Linked DNA regions of Mus musculus: region 1 is linked to region 2. A link is a contact called in public HiChIP or PLAC-seq data. All regions are on one chromosome and are shown on one strand. Each heading gives the region's core, a stretch centred on a gene start, on an enhancer-like site or on the middle of the called end of the contact. The rest is flanking DNA. Distances are from core to core; before and after follow the strand shown.

Region 1 (6,719 bases), core at 2,116-4,615, 530 kb before region 2:
TGGGCACTTCAGATAATTTTCACATCCTGACTACCATGAAAACCTCTGTCAGGGCCTCACAAGTTTGTCTTTTTGCTGCGTTTTTCTTCGATAGCTTTCTGGGAGGAGGATTATAGCATCTTAAGGAAATTCTCACCCTACTTACATCCTTTGAGGAACTTCTAGAATGATTTCAAAAGATTCCATCATTTGACTTTCCACAGCAAGGTGGCATTCAGAAAAGCATGGAGACCCTTTCCAATTTTGTTTTCTTTTAAGATGACAGAACAATAAATTCAAGGTTGGCCAGGTGCTGAAATAGTCCCATTTAAAATGGCTGAAATCTAGAGAATAAGCAGTCTTACTGAGTAAAGTACCAAATTAATTAATTAATTAATTAATTAATTAAAAAAAACAGAGACTGTGGGCCTAGTGTTGTGTAGTTCATCCATACTGAGAGGATACAAGGAGAAGATACTCTTGTAAATGGAGAAAAAAATGAGAAAGAAGAGTAAGTCATACTTTGAAATAAAAATCTAAGACACTGTGTGCTGGGCATGTCAAAAATGCAAAAAATTTTAGTCTGGTCAATAGAGCCCAGAGCTGTAGAGAAACTGTCAGGCTATTGTGGATTCTGAAAAAGGAGTATTTTTCTCCTTTCAATGTCTTTTCAACTTTCATTTAATTTCTATTCATTGAAGAACCCCATGCAATTTCTACTGGGGTTCAAATATAGAAAGGATTTGACCAGCTTTCAGTAGGGCAAAGGTTTTATTTTTTTTTCTCTCTCTCTCTCTCTCTACTTCCCAATACCTCACTTGCACATCTGAGAGCAAAAAGACATTTCACAGAACCATAGAATTGAGAGAGTAAGACATTTAATAGCTTATAGCCCAAACCCACGTTTTAGTACGAAGAGATTGACAGCTTGGGGCGCTGAAGAGTTTTTCAAATGACAATCTGAGTGGCTGTCATTAGGATGACAGTAGAGACAGTAAGAAGGAATCCAGTAGCATCTCTACCGTGCCACCTGGGAAGCTGCTGCAGGAAGACATTGTTGCCTAGGTGTGTGGAGCATGACTTTTCAAAAGTCTAGAGATACTAAGAGGTTGAGAGCCATTTGCTTATGAAAATATACATTTGTTTTCTTCAACTAGAGGCAAGCCACTTAGAAGATCGCACTTCTTGTCTCAGGCTTCCTCTATTAGCATGCAGCTTCTGACACTCCTTAGCTGCCCAGGGCAACTAATAAGGCACCAGGACCTCAATCCCCTCATTTGTATGATGGGTTTATAAAAGCGCTGACCTCAGAGGTTATTGTGCACATTGTATGAATCTGTAAATACGAACTAATGAGAACAGTGTTTGGTACAAAATTAAGTATTTAGCAATGTTTAGCTATTTTAATTACAGATTCATTCTTTCATTAATAATTCATCAGTCACAGGTACCCTTTAAAGTAGTTTGCATTTATCACACAATAAAGTGCTAATTCATATCCTTAAGTAGATGGGGAAAACGTAAGCAGTAATCGCAATTACATCAACTATATTATGGGTTCTAGGGGCTAAGCACAAAAAGAAAGGCTTAAAATTGGGCACACGGAGTTCCAGTGGGGAGACACAGGCTTCAGTTTTTTGAAGTATCCTAAGTGAAGGCCTGACTTAGTTGTCCTGACAGCATCAGAAGCACTGGAGAGATGACTCTGATGGAGAAATATGCAGAGATCAAAAGGGAAAGAGCAGGGTGGTCTCAACAGATAAATGTCCTTGCCTGAAGACCCACCCTGTACCCTGGAACCCAGATAGAGGTGGGATGAGAAAACTCCTTTCCACATTAAAATAAAACAGTCCTCTGACCTCCATATGGTATATACATATACATATACGTGTGTGTGTGTGTGTGTGTGTGTGTGTGTGTGTGTGTATGTGTGTATTAAAGTCTCAGGTTGAATTAGCTTGTGTGTTGGAAATTGAAACCAGAGCCCTGACTGCTAACTGTGTTAACCATCTTTTTTTTTTTTTTTCTATAACACACAACCAAGATGAGAGCATTGATAAGGAAGAAATGTTTATTTTATTATTGAAATATCAGTTCTTGCCACTTGGCCCCTTGCTTATGAGCCAGTTACAAGGCATCAGATTTTGGTAAGTAGGGAGAGATATGCGGTCCCCACCTCCTTACAGCCTAGATATTAAACAGGATAAGGGCTTAGGGTACCTACTGTTCTCAGCTTCTCTGAGGGCCTCACAACAACCACTTAATTATTTTCTATGGCACCCCACCTCATCAAGGTTCCACCACCTCCTAGAGGTCCCTCTGGTTTGGTTCGCTGAGAAGTCCTTAGGCAGATAAACTTATGTTGCTGTATCACACTCAAACCTTAGGACCAGGTCAGTGTTCTGCACTTAGCTGTCAAACTAGACTTCAACCTGCTTTTGATGATTAAGGTTGAAGCTAGCAAATATGTTGGTATGAAAGGCTTTTTTTTTTTTCTGTCTCACTTCAAAGGTAGATATATGCTTATAAAAATAATATTGTCAACACTGAGCAGTGCATAAAAACAGCATACATAAAATACAGAGACAAATGGTTTCTAAAGTGAACATAAGGTAAAAACCATATTTCATCACAATAATGTCCTCACTGGTTTTTGCATTTGTGCTACCTCTCTACTCATTTTTTCTTTCCTATCATACAGTGTTATAATTGAGCTTCATACCTTATTGTTATGAAGGTAAATTTTATGCTAATTTGTATTTGCTTAAAATTCAATTGATCATTTTCCATATATATATATATCCTCTTTAAGAAAAATAAAATACGGTATTATTATTTTGCTTTAACAAGTTTCAGGACTAGTGTAAGTCATATTTCTCCACTCTTCACGAAAGACTTCATGTGAGAATAATAGGTCCTAAAATAAAAACCGTATTTAAGAATGACATATTTAATTTTCTCATTTATGTTTGCAAAACAACCCTGACAGCAGCTTAACTTTATCGTTAAAAAGTTTGATTCATGCCAAAAATAATCTTTACTCCAGATAGAAACTACCAAAGGTCAGTGAGTACTTCTGAAAAACTGCTCATGCCTAGCATGATAACGAGCTTTCTATTCTTCATACTCTACTCTAAGCATAGTCTCAGGCATTGTTAAAGTCAGCTTTCCAGTGACAAGGTTAGCACCAATCAAAAGCAGCTACTAAAAGAGGTTTCTAAGGATGCCAGTTTGACACCTTCTGCTTCTGATTTCTTTTCCCTCCTTGAACTCATTTGAAAGACTTACTTAATATTTTTATTTATATGAATGAGAGTGTACCTGCATGAGTTTATGAGCACTGCATGAGTGCAGATGCCTGTAGAGTCCAGATGGCCTCAGAGTCTCTGGAACTGGAGTTATAGGTAGTTGTGAGCTTCCAGATGTGGGGCTTTGGAACCAAACCCACATTGTCTGCAATAGCAGTAAATGATCTGGATGCTTAAGACATTGGCATGCCCCCACCTCCACCCCATTAAGGGATGGAGCCATCCACCATCTCAAAAACATTAACCCAGAATTGCTTCTATCTGAGGGAAATGCAGGATCAAAGAGTACAGCAGAGGCTAAAGGAAAGGCCATTCAGAGACCGCCCCCCGCCCCCCAACTAGGGATCCATCCCATCTGCAGACACCAAACCCAGACACTATTTCTGACACCAAGAAGTGCTTGCTGATAGGAGCCTGGTATAGCTGTCCCTTGAGAGGCTTTGCCAGAACCTGACCAATATAGATGAGGATGCTTCCAGTCCAAAGGGACCCCAATGGAAGATTTAGGGGAAGGACTGAGGGAGCTGAAGGGGATTGCAACTCCATAGGAAGAACAACAATATCAACCAACAGCTCCCAGGGACTAAACCACCAACCAGAGTCCACATAGAGGGACCCATGGCTCTAGCTGCATATTTAGCAGATATGCATATGCATATGATGCCATCAAGGGGAGGGGAGGACCTTAGTCCTTTGGAGGGGGATACTAGGGTGGTGATGTGAGAGGAAGTGAGTGGGTAGGTGGAGGAACACCCTCATAGAAGCAGGGGGCAGGGTGGGATAGGGAGTTTGGAGAGGGGAAACTGGGACAGGAACATTGTAAATGTAAATAAATAATAAAAGACATCTACGCAGCTCCTCCCTTCAACTTTTAATCACACATGTAATTGTGAAGTTAGCAACACAGGAGGGAGCAGAAAAACAACTGCATGCTTGATTTACCCTGACCATTTGCCACTGATGGAGTAAAATGTGACTGACTGATTTCTCCCTTGTGGGCAGTGTATTATTTCTGGACATGGAGACAGGAGGTTGGTATTATCTAAAGCAAAGGTGTGGAAACATTTCTTTGGGTCCAACTTTTACTATGCCACTAACATAAAGGATTAGACATGACCAAGATAATTCATCTCTCTACCTAGAGTCTGTTAAGATGTGGCAATTCCAGGAAAACATGATGGCTACACTGTTCGAGAAGATCTACAACTCTCTCTAACTGGAGAGACAGGAGACAAGTGGAGAGAGAGAAGTCTGGGCCAAGGGCAGTGGTAGTACAGAGGAAGCCTGTGGTGATGTGTGTAGGCAGAAAGCTGAGAGAACATGAAAATCACAGAACAAGGCAGGACAAAAGCCAGGGAGGCCAGGTAGGGCAGTCACAAATGGATAACTGCCAAATTGTAAAACATTCATAAACTCATTGAAAAAAGCAGCCAACAATGAATGTCTAACATCTAGCTTAAGAGAACAGTCAACTCAAAGCCTTTAAAAATTTATCTCCTGTTCTGGTTTAAATAATAATGCTGCCACATTCTCACATATATTGAATGGCTAGTCATTAGGGGGTGGTACTACTTGAGAATAATTAGGAGGTGTGGCCTTGTTGTACAGACGTGTCATTGGGGGTGGTCTTTGAGGTTTTAAAAGCTCAAGGAAGGTCCACTGTCCCTTTCTCATCTTCTGATGCCTGAAGATCCAGATCTAAGACTCTGAGCATCTCTTCCAGCACCACGGCTGCCTGTGTATTCTCTCTACCATGATGATAATGAGCAAAATAAACTCCTCAAACTGTAAGCAAGCCGCAATTAAATACTTTCCTTTATAAGAGTTGCCTTGGTCATGGTGTCAATGGCACGTTGACTAAGATTTCTTTTCTTGATGGAAGCTTCCCCGCCACAGAATATTTTGGAACAAATTCTAGACACCCTATGATTCCACCTATGCTGTCCTTTGCCTCTTTGTCAATACTATGGAGGGGTTCTTCTAATCTCCTGCAATATCAAGTTGATTCCTACATGTTTAAAAGACACATTAAAATGAATTTAATACAGAACTGTAAGCAAAATTAAATCTATAAATTGGCGAGACACAGAAACTTTCTAGAATGAACGATATTCTATTGACCCTAGTGTTAAATATAGTTTTTGATGATTTTGATGCTCACAGATATAGAGCCAGATATGTTTTCTAAAACTAGAAAAGTATTTTTTCTGTTTCTCCTAAATTATGTTTTTTTTTTATGACAGAAAATATTTACATATCTGGTAAGAAACTTATTGGTTAGCTAACTTGGTATTGGATGTTGTAACATAGATAAATAAAATTGGCCTAATACTAAAATTTAAAGTCAATTGTCCTCTTTAAAATATAACTCAGGTCACAGATATGCTATGAGAAAAGAAATTAACAGAAAATATAAAGGTGGTTAGTATATAGTATACAACAAAGAGCCAATAATTGTTTGTCTTCCCTTTACTAACCTTTTAACATATGCTTTCCTATAGGTTTATTTCATTGTTATGCTTGCGCCTTTTTGAAGTTTTAGTCATTACTATACACACACACACACACACACACACATACACACATATACATATATATGTATACATATTATTCTATATATACTATGTATATTTTCTTTATATATAGTATATATATTATTTGATAATAAATCAAATAAAGAATATTAAACAATATAAATATTTTAAATTATTTTGACTATCTAATTTTTATTGGGACAAAATTGAGACATAAAAAAATTTGTGTACTATCTTTCTCTTTAGATTCTGATAATGCCCTGATTGTGTACAGTCACATCTTACAATACAAAAAAAAAATGGCTGCTGATTCAAATTGTGTAATTTTCTTTTCTAGGTAATAATCAGTTATTACATTTTTAAGGATAGTAGCTATTTTGCTTGTGGCTGTGATAATGAAGTGTATTTAATATTCTCACTGTTTGCTCAAGAATGAGTCATGGATCATTCGCACAGTGTAAGTTATCTATGTAAAGTGCAGAATGCAATTTTTTTATACCGATTCCACTCTGGATCTTATGATATTGAACAAACTTATACCCGACAAATGATGATAAAAAGGAAAGAAAGGATCATGAATGACGTCTCATTATTCTCCCATTACCCTCTTATTCATTTGGATATTAATGCATGCTACTATGTGCTTTGTAGAAGTACAGGAAGCCATTACTTAAATCTCAATTCTTGAATCTCAAAATCCAGGATGCATAAAATTATGGACTTTTTCTGATAAATGGATTTTTCAAGAATAGCAGATGCCCAGCAAATAAATACATGTAACACAGTAAGTCATCAGTAAGTGCTCATTGTAATTTTTTGTGTACACAATGATGAACCTCATAGTGATAAATGCACTGAACATCCCAGGTAGGGGACTCAGGAAGGTCTGGTAGACAAA
Region 2 (6,247 bases), core at 1,474-3,973:
CTTCACTACTTAAAGGGAGAAAAACACAAAGCAAAACAGAAGAGAACTCGAAGCTAACAGGAAATTCAGCATAAACATCCTCCTGTTTCCTACACAAATGATCTGGTATCCTCTTTTGCGTGAGGCTGGAAAACAACGGGCAATTCTACATGTAATGTGCATACAGGTAAATTGGGCGCGAGAACTGCTGATCACTGAGTACATTATAGACTGAAAAATGAATTAGGGAGCTGCCTGACCTCTGTTATCTCATAGACAAATGCAGCTGACTGTCCAAATGCAAAAGCAAAAAAAAAAAAATTACTATAGTGGTTCCTTGCAGATTCTACGACACCATTCTCTAACTAGCGAAGACAGACCATATGACTCTAAAATTAGCAGACCTCCTATTTACTTCGGAGCAAAACACAGAAGGCATTTTTTCCCTTCCTGCCAGAATCTATGTGTCTCCTCATTTCCCCGGCAGCTGGCTGCAAGGATGTAAAATCAGAGGTGCAAGCAGCCTTACACTTCCTAATGAGTAAGCCACCCAGGAAAGTAAGCACAACAGCCACCAGCAGGTTCGGCTCTGAGGGAGACAGTGGCAAAGATGCTTACACTGTTGTTTACAATGTTCTCTAACTACTGCAGTCTGGGGCCATGGGAGCCTCAGGGAGGAGACACTCGGGAGGTGGCTCCCAAGCCTCCGGTTCTCCCAACTGCTCTCTCACTGGCTATCGATAAAAGCAACACACGTTTCTGTTCGGGCGAGGAATGTGGCCAGATCATTCCGGAGACCAAGGATTCTGTGGGGGCTATACTTGATTACCGCAAATCTGCGAGAGGCGACTGCTCTAGCAGGTCTAATCAAGGCCAATCTGGGATACGGTGGAGCGCTGCACCAGCAACTCCAAACATTGCACGCATCTCTAGGGGAGAGGGAACCTGCCGCCAGGCTTCCTCGCAACCCCACCGGGGGCCCTCTGGGCCTTCTCAAACCAGCTTTTCCAGCTAAGCAGATCCCAAGCGATTTCTATGAACAAGCTTGACCTAAGTAGCTTCAGCTCTCCTATCCCTGCACAGGTCTGCCCGCCACCCTAAGCGCACAGGATCCTAGACACACAGATACCACGCACGCCGACCACTGGTCAACTACCCTTCCAAACAGTGGGCTGCATTGCTGGATATCCCGCATGCCCAGCAGCCTCCTCTGGGCTAGAACCAGAGGCTGTCCAGTGCTGGTCCTCGCGCTCCACTTGAGCCCAGAGACTGCCCATCTCCCAAGAGAAGCACCCAGGTGCAAGCTCGCCTACCTGTAACCCGCCACCAGGGCCACCACTGCTCTGCCCACCGCACCCCGGCGCCGCGGACGCCCGACCCATTGAACATCCTCTCCACACTGGGTGCTCACTCCTGGCACAGCTCAACCCCGTGACACTCACGAAACTGACCAGCTTTCTCTAGCTAAATCGCTCAACAAAGCCTAGGCACTCAGGTCGAAATCAAACTGCCCGGCTGGAAGATACTCAAGAGAGATTTTTGGAGGCAACCCGATTCCACTTCTCAGGGGCGCGACCTGGGCAATCTCAGCCACCTTGGATGTTCCAAGGCAGGCGTCTAGGGAGGATCAACCAGGCTCACCACCACACATTCGCCATCACCCCGAACTGCGCTCCTCACCCGGTCCCTGTTCGTCCTCCAACCCGTTCCCACGTCCAGTGTTGCTCCAGACTAGCGGAGAAAAGGCGCCCCCTTGGCTGCTTTCTGCCCCTACTAAAGGACGGCATTGGGGTGACAGGGCAGGGAAAATGCGCGGGGTGGGATTCGTTCTTGTCACCCGGCGTGTGCGACTGACAGTGCGCTGGTTCTCTTCTCCTCTATATCTCCCTCTGGCACCTAATCGCCCAGTAGCTGATAAAACCTCGAACCCATGCCAAACCCCAGCGCCCACCAGCCAGGAGGCTCCCTTCCCGCCCCGCATCACGATCAGATGAGTGTGCGCATGAGGGCGAGTGTGCGAAGGCGAATGTGTGAGTGGAAGGGTGAGTGTACGTGAACCCCGCACCCCCTCGGTTGCCAGCCCATCGGATGCCGCCGCCTGCGCCCGACCAGGGCGACCACAATTATGAAGAGTGCAAAGAATAAATTACCTTTCGTAACCGCCGGTCCCTGAGATGGTCCCATCAGTTGCTCAACAACCTGCAACCCGGTGCAGTTTTCCACAATCCATCCATTGAGCCCCGGGGCACACACACACACAAAAAAAGAAGAAATAAAAAAAGAAGAAGAAAGAAAAAGAAAACAGAAAAAAGATGGACCTGTCCCACTGTAGACACCCCAGTCACACCAAGCAACGACTGATCAAACCGCAGAGACGACAGGAGGGTGGAGACCCCAGTCAAAGAAACAACAAAAAGTGTCTCTTTTCCTTTCTTCTTCTACACAGCCATGGAGAAAGGGGAAGCCGGGAAAGCCAATGCTAGTCTTCCTTTACGTTTCCTCGCTTCACACGCCCCAGGGGGGCAAAAGCGGAGCAAAGAGAAGGAGGGTTCAAATGTCTCTCTCAGGGCACAGTTGCACAACTTCGGAGTCAGGCTGTGTCTCTCGCTGCAGCCGGTGGACCCAAGCGGGAGCTATTAACATGCGGCAGTCATAACCAGAGCTGCTTTCCCTCCTCCTGCAGCCGCCGCCGCCGCCGCCGCCGCAAGAAAAGCAGCTGCTGAGGAGACCAAAAATCTTCCACCATCCCCCCCCCCGCAGCCGATCTTTATATCCAGTTCTCCCACCCCACCCCCCTTCTCTTTCTTTTTCTTCTTCTTCCTCGTCCTCCCCTTTCCGCCTCCGAGCGAGAGGGAGGGGATAGGTAGGGGCAGCGGCGAGGACCAGTAGTGGCTTCTCCGCCCAGTCCTCCTCGCCGTCCTCCTCCTGCTGCCCCCGAGGTGCTCCGGCAGCAGAGGGTCCGCTCTGCCGCCCGCAACCCGCTCCGAGAGCCCAGGCGCGAGCCGCGCAAACTCCTTGCCGGGTGCACGGCGTGGACGCGCGGGCAGAGCGGGCGCCGGGTCGCCGAGGGTTGCGTGCCTGCCGCGGGGGGCGAGCCCCGAGCTCCGGTGGTCGCCTATCAGCTCGCCGGCCAGGCCGGGTAGCTTCGGGCATGCGGGAGCTTCATCGCCCGGCCCGGGGTCTGAGCCGATGCCGTCACCGCCAACCTCCTCCTCGGCCGCCGGCTTCGGTCCTCTTTTTTTTTTTTTTTTAATTTTATTTAATTTTATTTTTTTCTCTTCTGGACTCCCCACCGGAGCCACTGAGGCTCGGGGCGCCCTCCAGACACGCACACGCTCTTCCCCTCGCGCGCACACACAGGGGCGAGCTCCTGCCCCAGCACACCGTGCAGCCCGCGCGCGCACACCCGGAGGGAGAAGACTGAGGCCAACGAAATAAATAAATAAATAAAAGAGAGAGCGAGAAGAAAGAAAGGGGAGGGGGGGGGGCGAGTCACAGGCGGTGGCGGCGGCAGCAGCAGCAGTAGCAGCTGCGGGAGCGGAGGCAGCGCGCAGTCCGCGAGATGCCAGCAGCGGCGGCGGCGGCAGCGGTGGCGGCGTCGCCCTCCTGGCCCGGCCGTGCCATCTGCATCCCCGCTCCTGGGAACTGGAGCGAGCGCTGCGGGCCGAGCGGGCGGAGGGGGCGGTCGCGCCCGCAGACAGGCAGCGTGAGCGCAGCGGCCAACGCAGCCGAGGCCCGAGTGAGCCTCTGGCGGGGTGACGGGGCGAGAGAGCTCCCAGGACCAGGGAGGGGGGCTCCAAGGCCGGGAAAGGGGCGGCCGGCAAAACCCGGATCTGGAGTCCGCGAGGGCTCCGCGGGCGCGGGCTCCACCTAGCCGCTCCGCAGAATCTTGGAGGTGGGAACCGTGGGGCGGCTAAGGGAGGCTTCCCTTGCAGGGTTTGTCAGACAAAGGGTATCTCTCTCCTGGATAGGAGCATCTCTCTCTCTCTCTCTCTCTCTCTCTCTCTCTCTCTCTCTCTCTCTCTCTCTCTCTCTCTCTCTCTCTTCTCTGCTCTCCATTTCCACTCATCTCTAGCCCCCCCCCCTCTCTCCACTCAATCTCTTCACTCTCCCTTCCTCCCTCCCGTTCTCCTCCTCCCCCACTCTTCTGCTCTAGGTGAATGAGGTACCAGGCTGGGAGTTCTGCCAGTGTCTTTTTTTTTTTTTTCAGGTGCAGATTACTCCACGTGTTCTTTATGCGGGTGCTGACTTCTAAAGCATTGCCTGCTTTGAGTCCATTTTATGTTTCTTGAAACTTACCTCAATGTACAAGTTCATTGCAAAATTGAAAGCACACCTTTCTACGAAAAGATAGGACCTAGAGACTCAATGATTTTGATTTCACTACAATAAAAATTACCATGAAGGATATAGAAAACTGTCTTGGTTCTATCTCCATGCCTTCTGCTGTGATAAAGTTTGCCCACGTGACCTTCATCAACTAATTGTACCTCTTTGGGATGCTTTTGTAAATGAAATTGTTAAAAAATGTCTTTCTTTCTTCCTTCCTTCCTCCCCCCCTCCCCCCCCCCGCTTCTCTCCTATAACATTTTATCGCTTCAAGGACTGTGGATGTAGTTTCTATATAAGCATAGTCTAGTGACTAGGATTTATTGTATGAAACCAACAGGTACATCACATTCCTATTCAGGTCTCCCAAGTTGAATGAGGCTGTATAGTGAGGCAGTATAGTGTCATAATGATCTCCTGGCCTGTGGGAATTTGCAAGTTGGAAACTACAACCCCAGCAGATCTGTAAAGCTAACCATCATCGTAATTATCTGATCATCCCTGACACAAGAATGAATTTCTTTCATTCTTCAAAGCTCAACTCACATGCCAGATTTTCTTTTTTTTCTTTTTATTTTTTTATTACGTATTTTCCTCAATTACATTTCCAATGCTATCCCAAAAGTCCCCCCTACCCTCCCCCCCCACCAGATTTTCTAAAGAACCCCTTTCTTAGCTATCCCAAGGTGAGAAAAAGCCTTTGTAACATATGGTATATGCTACACACACCATAGCCATTATCTTCTCTGCTACAGTTTGGATCCTAAGTATCCACCAAAGGACTTTATGTTAAAGGCTGGTCTCCAGCTACTGATGATTTTGTGGGGTAGTAGAATTTTTAAGAGGTTGGCTTGCTCTAAGGATGTTAGAACCTTGAAGATGGAACCTTGTAGAGGATCCAGGGACCTTCCCACCAAGTACCCTGTATCCCAGTCACGGAGGTGAACAGCTTTGTTTTGTTATACAATCAGAGGTATTGTTTTGTATCGTAAATATCAAAACAACAAAGACAATTAGGCTTAGACTGAGGCCTCCAAAACTGTAAGCCAAAATGAACGTTCCCTCCCATGAGGTTACTTTTATAGGCATGCTGTCATGGGGAACGAAAATGTGACTAAGCAGCTAACTAGCTCACACAGCACTGTGATGGTACCTCTACCACAATGCCTATGTTGTCCTGCTTATTTTGGTCTCTTTTCAAATAATTAGCTGCATGTCACTATATCTTCTCAGATTATAAGAGCTCTCTTAAAGGTAAGTTCCAAGCTATATTGGGAAAGAATATACTATATATTATATGCTCTTTGTGTATCTAGTAATTCATTTGGGAGTGGGGGAAATAGAAAGTCAAAGAGATTTAATGGCTGAGTTCTGACCAAGTAGATTTTCATAGGCTCAAGTATGGCTGCTTTTATTCCCTTAATACAGGACATTTATAAGCGCCCTTGGATACGTAAATACAAATTGACATCTGGACTCACTTGTGACTTAAACAAGGGCTTCACCAAGACTAGACTAGCAAACTGTGACAAGAGACTCTTAGTTGTAAAGGAAGCAAGATGGAAACAACTCAGTTCCTATTTACCATATGCTTAGTGAATTTATTTAGAAAAATAATAGAATATTTTTAAGTGTATAAGGTATGAAGTAAATCAAAGATATTACATACTATTAGTGATGGCAGCAGGAAGACAAATATAAATAATTTATAGCTATAGCTAAGGAGTCTATAAGTAAAAATGTTACTTATAGACTCCTTAGCTAGCCAATGTGGACATGGACCAAAAATAAAGAATTTCAAAGATCCTACTTAGTGATGGGGGAAAAGGTAATAAAAACAGCTTATTTTTTTTTAAACACAGTGCAAGTAGGAGTATTGATTGCATGTGTAGTTTAGCTGTGTGTCAAATTACACTGTTTCCAGAAGTTATCCATATTT

Evidence for each region. HiChIP or PLAC-seq counts read pairs in DNA pulled down with a chosen protein or histone mark.
Region 1: an H3K4me3 HiChIP or PLAC-seq map of embryonic limb bud shows a contact between it and region 2, with 2.7 times the contacts expected there. The contact joins the enhancer-like site here to the promoter of Adgrl3 in region 2. A contact is called at or near these places in 3 of 39 promoter capture datasets (the 3T3-L1 cell line and hippocampal neurons) and 7 of 115 datasets of contacts at active chromatin or transcription factors (SST interneurons, embryonic forebrain, embryonic hindbrain and 3 more).

What each region holds. Positions count from the first base shown.
Region 1 is chr5:81,547,052-81,553,770 of GRCm38.p6, reverse strand. All of the region lies in intron 9 of Adgrl3 (adhesion G protein-coupled receptor L3), which reads right to left. Among named protein-coding and RNA genes, the nearest start is that of Adgrl3, 530 kb to the right of the region's middle. Within about 2 kb of position 3,365, at least 1 of the 459 cell types and tissues checked has an H3K27ac peak or open chromatin away from gene starts, as enhancers often do. A contact at or near this core is called in embryonic limb bud, where this site is marked.
Region 2 is chr5:81,017,228-81,023,474 of GRCm38.p6, reverse strand. It overlaps Adgrl3 (adhesion G protein-coupled receptor L3), which reads right to left and starts at 2,723. Exons shown (of 27, transcript NM_001359828.1): 1 at 2,130-2,723.